Linked DNA regions of Pan troglodytes: regions 1 and 2 are each linked to region 3. A link is a contact called in public Hi-C data. All regions are on one chromosome and are shown on one strand. Each heading gives the region's core, a stretch centred on a gene start, on an enhancer-like site or on the middle of the called end of the contact. The rest is flanking DNA. Distances are from core to core; before and after follow the strand shown.

Region 1 (3,584 bases), core at 342-2,841, 860 kb before region 3:
TATTAGTTTTAAGTTTTGTCTTATCTTCATATGTGTAAATATAGTGTATGAGTGAAATATATATACTATATATATACCATATAGAAACTATATATATAGTTTACATGCCATGATTGTAATATTAAAAAATTCTGAATTTATCTGTGTACTGACTTTTACCAGCGATCTTCATACTTTCAGCTGCTTTTGTGTTATAGGTTAGCATCCATTTGTTTCAGGTTGAAGAACTCCCTTTAGAATTTCTTGTAAGACAGGTTGGGTGGTGATGAATTCCATTAGCTTTGTTTGTCTGGGGAAGTCTTTACTTCTCCTTCATGTTTGAGGAATAGCTTTGCTGGGTACAGTATTCTTGATTAGGAGGTTTTGTTTGTTTGTTTGCTTGTTTGTTTGTTTTTTCTTCAGCACTTTGAAAATACCATCTTACTTCCTCCTGTCCTCTAAGGTATCTGCTGAGAAGTCTGCTTCCAAGAATATTCAAACTTCCTTTTATGTTATTTGATTATTTTCTTTTGCTAGTATTAGGATCTACTCATCGTCTGTGACTTTTGAGAGTTTGATTATTTTATGCTTTGCAGTAGGGTTATTTGGGTTGAATCTGACTGGTGATCTTTGACCTATCTATACCTGGATATTTATTTCTCCACATTTGGAAAGTTTCCTGCTTGTTATTTCTTTGAATAATCCTTCTACCCCTTTGTCATCCTCACTTATTCTTGAATACCAGTGACTAGTACATTTTCTCTTTAGATGTTGTCCCATAGATATCTTAAGATTTAATTCCTTTTTATTATTTTTTCTTTTTCCTCTTCTGTGTTTTCAAATAGGCTGTCTCTGCATTCATGGATTCTTCTGCTTGATCAATTCTGCTGTTGATGTTCTCTGTTGCATTTTTCAGTTTGTTCAATGTATCTTTCAGCTATTTGATGTCTATTTGATTTTTTAATAATTTCAATTACTTTCTTAAATTTTTAAAGTTCTGAATTATTTCTGTGTTTTCTTGGAGTTTATTGACTTTCCTTTAAACGGCTATTTTGAATTCCTAGTCTGAGTGTTCACATATTTCCACTTCTTTATGGTCATTGGTATCCTGTTTTGTCCATTTGATGAGGTCATATTTTCCTGATTGCTCTTGACGCTTATGGATATATATCAATGTCTATGGATTTAAAAATTTAAAAACTATTTGTTCCAGTCTTTGCTATAGGCTTTGTGTCCAACTTTTTATTATATTCTGTCTAGACATACTGTGCTGATTGATATAGTGTTTCTTAGTTTGAGATTACTGCCTTTTCTTCAGCACTAGATGGAGCTCTAAACCCAGGTTTGCTGCAAGTGTACTGTGGGCTCTGAGGTTGGCATAGCATTTAACTTGGATAGGCCTAGAGGAGACCCAAGAAAGTTACCTGAGCTATGTGGAAACACCAGCTAGGGAATCATGCCTACACAACCCATGGACCATTCTTCCTGAAACATGGCATTGCTCAACAGCCTCTCTGATTTTGTGTTTCCTCTGGTGAGAATGGAGAGCAGCCATACTGACATTCTGGCTACTGCTAGCCCCATCCCCATTCTTTGTCTCTAGCTGGTCTCAAGTGCTTTAGTCCTGCAGGCACTCACTACAGGCACTCCTGTAGGTCAAGGCAAAAGAGAGTTTCCTGTGAAGAGACCCAGGATAGTGAGGAAGCTGAGTGTATTTTAGTTTTTAATACATAGCTATCTTAACTAAACATGTGTATAAAAATAATTTATTTTCATTAGAAATAATTTTATTTTTACCATAACATGTTTTTCTTTACCTTTATGTAATATAAATTCCTATCCTTTGAATTGATGGTGATACAAATGAAATGGGCTTTTTGAAAACTAGTGAATGCATGGTTATCTGTTAAGAGCTGAGGCATAGAGTAAAAGCACAGTGAAAACTGAAAAATATGTAAGTCATCATGAAGATGATTTAGAAACTAAAAAATATTAGTTTGCTAGATCTGTGCCAAAACAGTGGTTTTAAAAAACAAAAATTTAATGCCTTACAGTTCTAAAGACTAATGCCTAAAATTGAGGTATCAGCAGGGCCATAACTGCTCTGTGACTGAAAAGAATACTTCCTTACCTCTAGCTTCTGGTTTATCAGCAATCTTTAGAGTTTATCCGCTTGTAGATAGATGTATCACTCCAATCGCATGGCTATTTTTTCTCTGTGTCTTCATATCGTCTTTTCCCTGTGCATTTCTGCCTCTGGGTCCGAATTTTCTCTTTGTATAAGGACAATAGTCATATTGGATTAAAAGCCACCTTAGTGACCTCATCTTAACTTGGTTAAATCTGCAATGACACTGTTTCCAAATAAGGTCACATACTCAGGTTCTGGGGTTTAGGGCTTCAGCATATCATTTGAAAGGAATACAATTCAATTAATAAGAGTGGTAAATAGGACTTTCTCATGCTTTTCCCTCAGCAAAATCATGAAGTAAAGGAAACTGATTCTTGGATTATACCAAATCTTTTTATTGTGCTCATTTTTGTTGGTGAGTCTGATCCCTTCTCTCTCCTTCTCATTAGGAACGCTGAGCTCAGTGCCCATGCATGTACTCTTCCCTCTTACTCCTCTTTCATCATAATCAAACTGCTCATTGGTCTTATATTCACCCTCCATCATAAATTATAGCTTCAGGGAGTATGTACATGTGGGGTGAAATGGATCCTTAAAGAAACAGAGTATACAGAGCATAGCAGAAAGCATATCCTGTTTATAGAGGCTTTTCCAAAATAGTTTATTCCTAATTTTCTTCAATGCTCATGCTAATAGCTATGATTCATTTTTAGACTCAGACTCAGAATAAATATAGCATTCTAATTATTTTTAAGGAAAATGTATTTTTCCTTAATAATAAATAAATTGTGCTACTTTTATCTGTTTGAAGTAATTAAAACGAGGATTTTGATGTTTTAATCTACAAAATTATACTGCAGGCACAAAATCAGAAATATTGAGTTAAAAGAAGAACGGACAAATTATACCAACTTTCAGTTACATTGTAGTAAATTCCTTTTGGCAACCTGTATACATGTATACAACAGACAGACCTAACTGAGTTTTTAAAGAACAATTTCAATATATTCCTAAAGCCATTTTCAAGGATTTCTGTGATTGAGGGAAAATAAAAATAAGAGAAGTTAATTAAAATGATTGAATTTTGTCAGTTTTAGCAAGGTAAGCTATATCCCATCAAAGACAGGGTGGATGCAATATAAAGAAAATAAATCAAATATGAAGATATTAAATTATTTAACAATAATTTACATAGTTTTGAATTAATAAGACTAGGCAAGCTTAGTGAATAAAGAAATGTGCATATATTTACTTAAAAACAACACATTTAAAATATGCTTCTAGTAAGTCTGACTTTTTTAAGGGTACACAATACAGCTGACATCAATCTAAAGCACTGGCATTCGATTTCTTATTATTTTGCATTACTAAATATCAAGTGTATAAATAATTATCATGCATAAATATAGGCTGGTTGTTCAAAATAACTTTCCACAGTGTTTCATCTATTTTGTATCCAGCTAAAATTTAACCC
Region 2 (3,548 bases), core at 613-3,112, 950 kb before region 3:
TGTGAGAGTATGTTTTAATTTCTTCCTTTCTGTGTATTGTGTATCTGTTATAGGTTTTTGTTTTGTGGTTGCCATGAGGCTTGCAAAAAATATATTATAACAAATTACTTCAAACAGATGATAACTTAACTCTGATTATAAAGAAAGGAAAACAAGCAAAGAAGCAAAGAGAACACTAAAAAAAGTCTACTCTTTAATTCCATTCACCCTTCTTTTTGACGTTTGATTGTTTCTATATGTATCTTTTCATACTCTCTATATCTTAAAAAGTTGTAATTATTATTTTTGATAGGTTTGCCTTTTATTTACTTTTTTTACTAAAGATATAAGTGGTTTGTTTACACACCACAATTACAGTGTTAGGATAGTCTGTCTTTTTTGTATACTTACTACTACCAGGGAGATTTCTATATTCAGATTATTTCTTTTTGTTAATTAGCATCATTTTCTTTCTGATTGAAGAACTCCCTTTAGCATTTCTTATAAGACAGGTCTGGTGTTGAAATCCCTCAGCTTTTATTTGTCTGGGAAAGCCTATTTCTCCTTCATGTTTTACGGATCATTTTGCTGGACATAATGTTCTAGGTTGGATTTTATTTCCCCTGCACTCTTAATATGTCATCCCACTCTCTATTCACCTGTAAAGTTTCCACTGATAAGACTACTACCAGACATATGGGAGCTCTTTTATATGGCATTTCCTTATTTTCTTTTAAAGCTTTTAGTGTCCATTCTTTATCCTTGACCTTTGACAGTTTTATTATTTTATGGCTTGAGGTGGTTTTATCTCGGTTGAACCTGCTTGATGTTCTATAAACTTACAGGACACAAATATTCATCTCTCTCTCTAGGCTTGGAAAGTTCTCTGTTATTATTTCTTTGAATAAATTTTCTACTTTGATCTCTCTCTCACTCTCTCTCTCCAATTTCTATAAAGCCAATCACTCTTAGATTTTCCCCTTTGAGGCTTTTTTTCTAGATCTTGTAGTTGTGTGTCTTTATTTTTTTTTCTTTTCTGTCTGTGTATTTTCATATAGCCTGCCTTCAAGTTTGCTATTTCTTATGCTTAGTCAATTCTGCTTTTAGGAGACTGATGTATTTTTCAGTTTGTCAATTCAATTTTTAGTTCCAGAATTTCTGCTTGATTTTTAAAAATTATTATTCCAGTCTTTTTGTTGTGTTTCTCTGATAGAATTCTAAATTATCTGTGTTATTTTCAAGTTCACTGACCTTCCTATAGACAGCTATTTTGAATTCTCTGTCTGAAAGGTCACATATCTCTAACACTCTAAGATTGCTCACTGGTGCTTTTATTTGGAGATGTCATGTTTCCTTTCAAATTCTTTTTTGTTTTGTTTTGTTTTTTTTGTTTTTTGTTTTTTGTTTTGTTTTTTGAAACGGAATCTCACTCTGTCTCCCAGGCTGGAGTGCAGTGGCGTGATCTCGGCTCACTGCAAGCTCCGCCTCCTGGGTTCACGCCACTCTCCTGCCTCAGCCTCGCGAGTAGCTGGGACTACAGGTGCCCGCCACCACGCCCGGCTAATTTTTTTTGTATTTTTAGTAGAGATGGGGTTTCACCGTGTTAGCCAGGATGGTCTCCATCTCCTGACCTCGTGATCCGCCCGTCTCGGCCTCCCAAAGTGCTGGGATTACAGGCGTGAGCCACCGCGCCCGGCCTCCTTTCATATTCTTAATGCTTGTGGACATTTGTCAATGTCTAGGCATTGAAGAGATAGGTATTTATTTTGATCTTGAGATTCTGGGCTTGTTTGTATTGGTCCTTGAAAAGGCTTTCCATGTGTTTAGAAGGGGTTGAGTGCTGTGATCTAAGCCCGTGGTCATTGCATCCATATCAGCACTAGAGGGCTCCCTAAGCTCAGGAATGCTGCACCCTTAAGGGACTCCTAGAGGGAGCGGCAGGCTTGAGTAAGATAAGAAAGAAAATTCGTGAAGCCTTCCATATTTTTTGGAAACCATCATCCTCAGCAAACTAACACAGTAACAGAAAACCAAACATCGCATGTTCTCACTCATAAGTGGGAGTTGAACAATGAGAACACATGGATACAGGGAGGCGAACATTATGAGAGGTGACAGCTGCTGGCAGTCCTCACAGCCCTCGCTCGCTCTCGGCGCCTCCTCTGCCTGGGCTCCCACTTTGGCGGCACTTGAGGAGCCCTTCAGCCCGCCGATGCACTGTGGGAGCCTCTTTCTGGGCTGGCCAAGGCCGGAGCCCACTCAGTTAGCTTGCAGGAAGGTGTGGAGGGAGAGGCGCCAGCGGGAGACGGGGCTGCGCGCGGCGCTTGCCGGCCAGCTGGAGTTCTGGGTGGGCGTGAGCTTGGCGGCCCCACACTCGGAGCAGCTGGTCGGCCCTGCCGGCCCCGGGCAATGAGGGGCTTAGCACCCGGGCCAGCGGCTGCGGAGGGTGTACTGGGTCTCCCAGCAGTGCCAGCCCGCCGGCGCTGCACTCGATTTCTCACCGGGCCTTGGCTGCCTTCCCGCGGGGCAGGGACTTGCAGCACGCCATGCCTGAGCCTCCCACCCCCTCCATGGGCTCCTATGCGGCTGGAGCCTCCCCAACGAGTGCCACCCCCTGCTCCACGGCGCCGAGTCCAATCGACCGCCCAAGGGCTGAGGAGTGCCGGCGCCGGGCTCGGGACTGGCAGGCAGCTCCACCTGCAGCCCCAATGTGGGATCCACTGGGTGAAGCCAGCTGGGCTCCTGAGTCTGGTGGGGACGTGGAGAACCTTTATGTCTAGCTCAGGGATTGTAAATACACCAATCGGCACTCTATATCTAGCTCAAGGTTTGTAAACACACCAATCAGCACCCTGTGTCTAGCTCAGGGTTTGTGAGTGCACCAATCGACACTCTGTATCTAGCTACTCTGGTGGGGCCCTGGAGAACCTATGTGTCCATACTCTGTATCTAACTAATCTGGTGGGGATGTGGAGAACCTTTGTGTCTAGCTCAGGGATTGTAAACGCACCAATCAGCGCCCTGTCAAAACAGACCACGAGGCTCTACCAATCAGCAGGACATGGGTGGGGCCAGATAAGAGAATAAAAGCAGGCTGCCCCAGCCCGCAGTGGCAACCCGCTCGGGTCCCCTTCCACACTGTGGAAGCTTTGTTCTTTTGCTCTTTGCAATAAATCTTGCTACTGCTGACTCTTTGAGTCCACACTGCTTTTATGAGCTGTAACACTCACCGCGAAGATCTACAGCTTCACTCCTGAAGCCAGCGAGACCACGAGCCCACCGGGAGGAAGGAACAACTCCAGACGCACTACCTTAAGAGCTCTTAACACTCACCGCCAAGGTCTGCAACTTCACTCCTGAGCCAGCGAGACCACGAACCCACCAGAAGGAAGAAACTCCGAACATATCTGAACATCAGAAGGAACAAACTCCAGGAGCGCCACCTTAAGAGCTGTAACACTCACCACGAGGGTCCACGGCTTCATTCTTGAAGTCGGTGAGACCAAGAACCCACCAATTCCAGACACAGTTACACAGCGGGGCCTGTCGGGGAAAAGGGAAGGGAGAGT
Region 3 (3,748 bases), core at 748-3,247:
ACCCGTGTACCAAGAAAAGCAAAGACGGCATGTTATAACAAAGAGAGTTTGGGTTCTGTGTTGTTGGTTTTCTGGTTCTTGCTAATGTTCTGGTTTTTAGCTTTGCTCACTTAGATGTTATTTTCCTTTAAAGGGCTGCTTGCCACAGAGACCGTTTTCCAAACAAAGTGCAATGCTGCCCCCTGGTGGTCGAATAGTGTGAGAGCACCTGTAGAAATCGGGCATCTCTCCTAGTTCTGCCTAGATTTCGTTTTGCTATCTTTTCATCCTCTGGAGTGCAAATATTTCTTCCTTAAAGATTCTCAGCACAGAGATATTTTCTGGATCACCTGTTTCACACACTAATCAACAGAGCATTTTATCCTAAAATATGAACTGTGTGCTGATTACAAAACAAGCCGTGGTGGTGAGTTAATTTTGCTTATAAAAATTAAGCAATCTCCCTGGAGGAAGCCCAGAAATCAAGCCTATTTCATATAACCTTTAGAATTCTGATTGGAATTCTCACTGGAAAGACATTTACTGAGAACTCAAGCTCAAGGAAATCAATGCCTGGGTCTGACAGACATTCCACTCCCAGACAAATGTATTTGATTTCAGATCATCCTTCAATCTTTGTACTGGGAATAAACCTAAGACCAAAAGCTCTGAAAATAACAATGCAGGTGATACACCGCACTATCAGAAGCCTCCTTCCAGAAATGCATGAAAACACAACAACTAGCTTAGAGAAAATTATATCAAATGAAAACACGTGGGGAGGGGTTGGCCGTAGAGCTAATCAGGACATAATTAGCTGAGAAGTCCAGGCATATGATCTAGTTTCCTGCAAACCATGATCCCTACCACCTGCATCAGGGTAACTTGGAAGTTTGTTTAAAAGGCAAATTTGGAGACTCCACCCAAATCTATTGAATTCAAAACTCTGGGGATAGGACCCAGAATTCTGCATTTTCCAGGCTCCTCGGGTAATGTGCACACTGAATTTTGAGAGCCATTGAGTAACACTTAATAGAATTTTAAATTTCCATTGAGAAGATTTCCTATTCAGAACTTCTCAAACATTATAAAGCTATAAAAAATAAACATATCAATTAATGCTTTTCCTTGATTTTCTCCAAAATTAAAGGGATATTTCTGATAATGGAAAGGCCCTGCCCAACCAATAAACAATGATCACAGCCAACAAAAATCAAGAGTATCACTTGTAATTGCTGATGATAATTTCTAATTGTACTTGTTACCCCAAAGCCATTCCTTTGAAAGCCCCATCAGTAAGTAGCATGAAGTGATTCATTAAACAGAAGCATCCACTAAATCAGAGGAGAAGACAGCCTTAAGATTACTACACAGATTTCTGCACTCACAAGAACAACCTGACTAAAACAAGCAAAAGAGAGAAAAAGAGAGAAAGAAAGAAGAAAGAAACAAGGAAGGAAGGAAAGAAGGAAAGAAAGAGAAAAGAAAGAAAGAGAAAGAAAAGAAAGAAAAAGAGAAAGCAAGCAAGCAGGCAACAAAAAAATGCAAGCAACTAACATTTCCCTGTTTTTCACCTCTTCTAAACTGCATGGCTGTTCTTGGTGCTGCCTCCTGCTCCCCTCCCTCTCCTGGGCCATGATTCCTGCCTCTCTCTATCATCATTTTATAACCACTTGTCATCGGGTCCCGTTCCAGGCTGTGGTGAGAATGGTGTGTGCTCTGGTCTTGCCAAGCCCAGGCAGAGGTGCCAGCACAGTCAGCTGCCTCCACACAGGCTACAGCCGTTGAGCAGATGCCAGCACCAACAGGTTGCATTTCATTGTTCCCCTTTATCGCCTGAATGCACCACAGGAGGAGAGGGCGCGGGATGGAGAAAGGCTTGTGTTTCTGCCTAAAGGAATCGGCATGCGGCTTAAAGAGGGTCTGCCTGCTCCGCCTGATCCACCCAGCATCCCTCAGTCACCAGCAGAAAGAGAAAGAGAAGCAGATCCCGAAGGTTTCACAACCTACACACGGGGAGGGCAGCGCCTCCGCTCCACCAGGCCGGAATCTCCCGAGACACCTTTGAAATCTCCCTCCCTCCTACACCACAGGGGAATCAGGTTACAGTGGAAATCTGGAAATGTCCCAATGGTCAAGCTGATGACCAAGAGCAATTTCTGCAAGGGAAGATCTGAAAGCACAAATGACATCAGGAAGAGAGGGAGGGATACCTGGACCGTGTCAGGTCTGTTTGTTCTGGGAGAGAGATCGAACATTACAAAGCATCCTTTAACTTAATATGGAATTTCAATACATCTCTGAAAGTGGGCTCTAAGTCAACACCGCCCACTGACAGCAAAAAGGAGGCTGAGGCAAGAATTTACCTCTGAGATTGGCTCTTGGTGTTTATGTCTGGCTGCAAAGAGAAGCAAATTGCAAATGTAATGATAAAATAGCTTAGAAGAGAAGGACTTTTTAATGAATTACAATAAATATATATTAATCCAAGTGTGCTCCCAAAGGCAGGATTTAAATTTTCCTAAATCAGCTAATATCTTAGTCAATTCTCCTCCGCTTGTATCTGGCCCATGTCACATGTTAAAATCTATACCACTTTATATCTCTCCTTAATTGCTCCATGTGGATAACTTGCATTTAAAACCAGTCCTCTTTGCCACTTGACCTTTAAAAGAAGATTAGAAAGTAAATTTTTCATCCAAACAAAGCTACCGTACTTCATACACACGAAATAAATCACAAACCGTACAGTTGAACAGGAATTCAATTAATGTTTTTGCCATTTTCAAGCCCGTATGGAACTGAAAACAACTGTTTCAAAGAAAAAATAAAAAGCATCCAAAAGTGTACTGGTGTTGCTTATTCATAAAAACTGATCTTCTAGTCTACTTTTGCCTTTTGTTCCTGTGGTAGAGAAAATAACGGCCTCCCTAAAGATGTCGGCGTGCTAATCCCTGGAACCTGTGAATATGTTGCCTTACATGGCATAAGGGCTTTACGAGTGTGGTTAAGGTAAGGACCTTGAGATGAGGAGATTACCCTGGATCATATATGTGAGTTTAACGGTAATCACGAGGGTCCTTCTAAAATGAAGGCAGGAGACTCAGTCAGAGAAGGAGAGGCCATGACAGGAGCAGAAGTAGGAACAGTGCCATTGCTGGCTTTCAAGATAGAAGCAGTCTCCCCTAAGGGATCTGAACAGCCACTAGAAGGTGGAAATGGCAAAGAAACAGATTCTCCTCTAGAGCCCCAGAAGGAACAGCCCTGTTGACAGCTTGATTTTAGCAAGTTAAGTTCCATTGTGGACTTTGGACCTCCAAAACCATAAGATAATAAATCTGTGTTGTTTTAAACCACTTTGTTACAGCAGCAAGAGAAAACTAATACAGTCTCCAAATCCTTTCTGAAAGAAATTGTGACTGTCATTTTCCATTTTCAAAAACTGACAATACAGCAGTGGCCAAACACTCAAAGTTAGTGATATTATTGGGTGTAATAAGAATCTGACACATACTTTATAGCTATGGGTGCCAACCCCTAGTGAAATAACTGATAATATTGAACATCTTAAGATAATAATCAATATAATAATAATTCAATATTATAAGAATAATCTTTCCCTTAAGGAAAGATTATTAAGGATTCATCACAGAGTACATTGGAATGATAAAATGTGCTCATGTTAACTGGCTTGGCAACCACTTTGTTTAACATTTCTTCTGATCCTCATGATTTTGCAAATAGTAGGCAATTGACACAGAAATTGGTT

The links. A called contact is a pair of places that touch in the nucleus more often than the background predicts.
Region 1: a contact with region 3 is called in a Hi-C map of induced pluripotent stem cells, with 3 times the contacts expected there. The contact joins two enhancer-like sites. A contact is called at or near these places in 3 of 7 Hi-C or Micro-C datasets (induced pluripotent stem cells and stem cell-derived neural progenitor cells).
Region 2: a contact with region 3 is called in a Hi-C map of induced pluripotent stem cells, with 2.8 times the contacts expected there. The contact joins two enhancer-like sites. A contact is called at or near these places in 2 of 7 Hi-C or Micro-C datasets (both in induced pluripotent stem cells).

What each region holds. Positions count from the first base shown.
Region 1 is chr3:139,272,035-139,275,618 of NHGRI_mPanTro3-v2.0_pri, forward strand. No RefSeq gene overlaps it. Among named protein-coding and RNA genes, the nearest start is that of PCDH18, 290 kb to the left of the region's middle. Within about 2 kb of position 1,592, at least 1 of the 24 cell types and tissues checked has an H3K27ac peak or open chromatin away from gene starts, as enhancers often do. A contact at or near this core is called in induced pluripotent stem cells, where this site is marked.
Region 2 is chr3:139,184,774-139,188,321 of NHGRI_mPanTro3-v2.0_pri, forward strand. No RefSeq gene overlaps it. Among named protein-coding and RNA genes, the nearest start is that of PCDH18, 200 kb to the left of the region's middle. Within about 2 kb of position 1,863, at least 2 of the 24 cell types and tissues checked have an H3K27ac peak or open chromatin away from gene starts, as enhancers often do. A contact at or near this core is called in induced pluripotent stem cells, where this site is marked.
Region 3 is chr3:140,130,829-140,134,576 of NHGRI_mPanTro3-v2.0_pri, forward strand. No RefSeq gene overlaps it. Among named protein-coding and RNA genes, the nearest start is that of NOCT, 340 kb to the right of the region's middle. Within about 2 kb of position 1,998, at least 11 of the 24 cell types and tissues checked have an H3K27ac peak or open chromatin away from gene starts, as enhancers often do. A contact at or near this core is called in induced pluripotent stem cells, where this site is marked.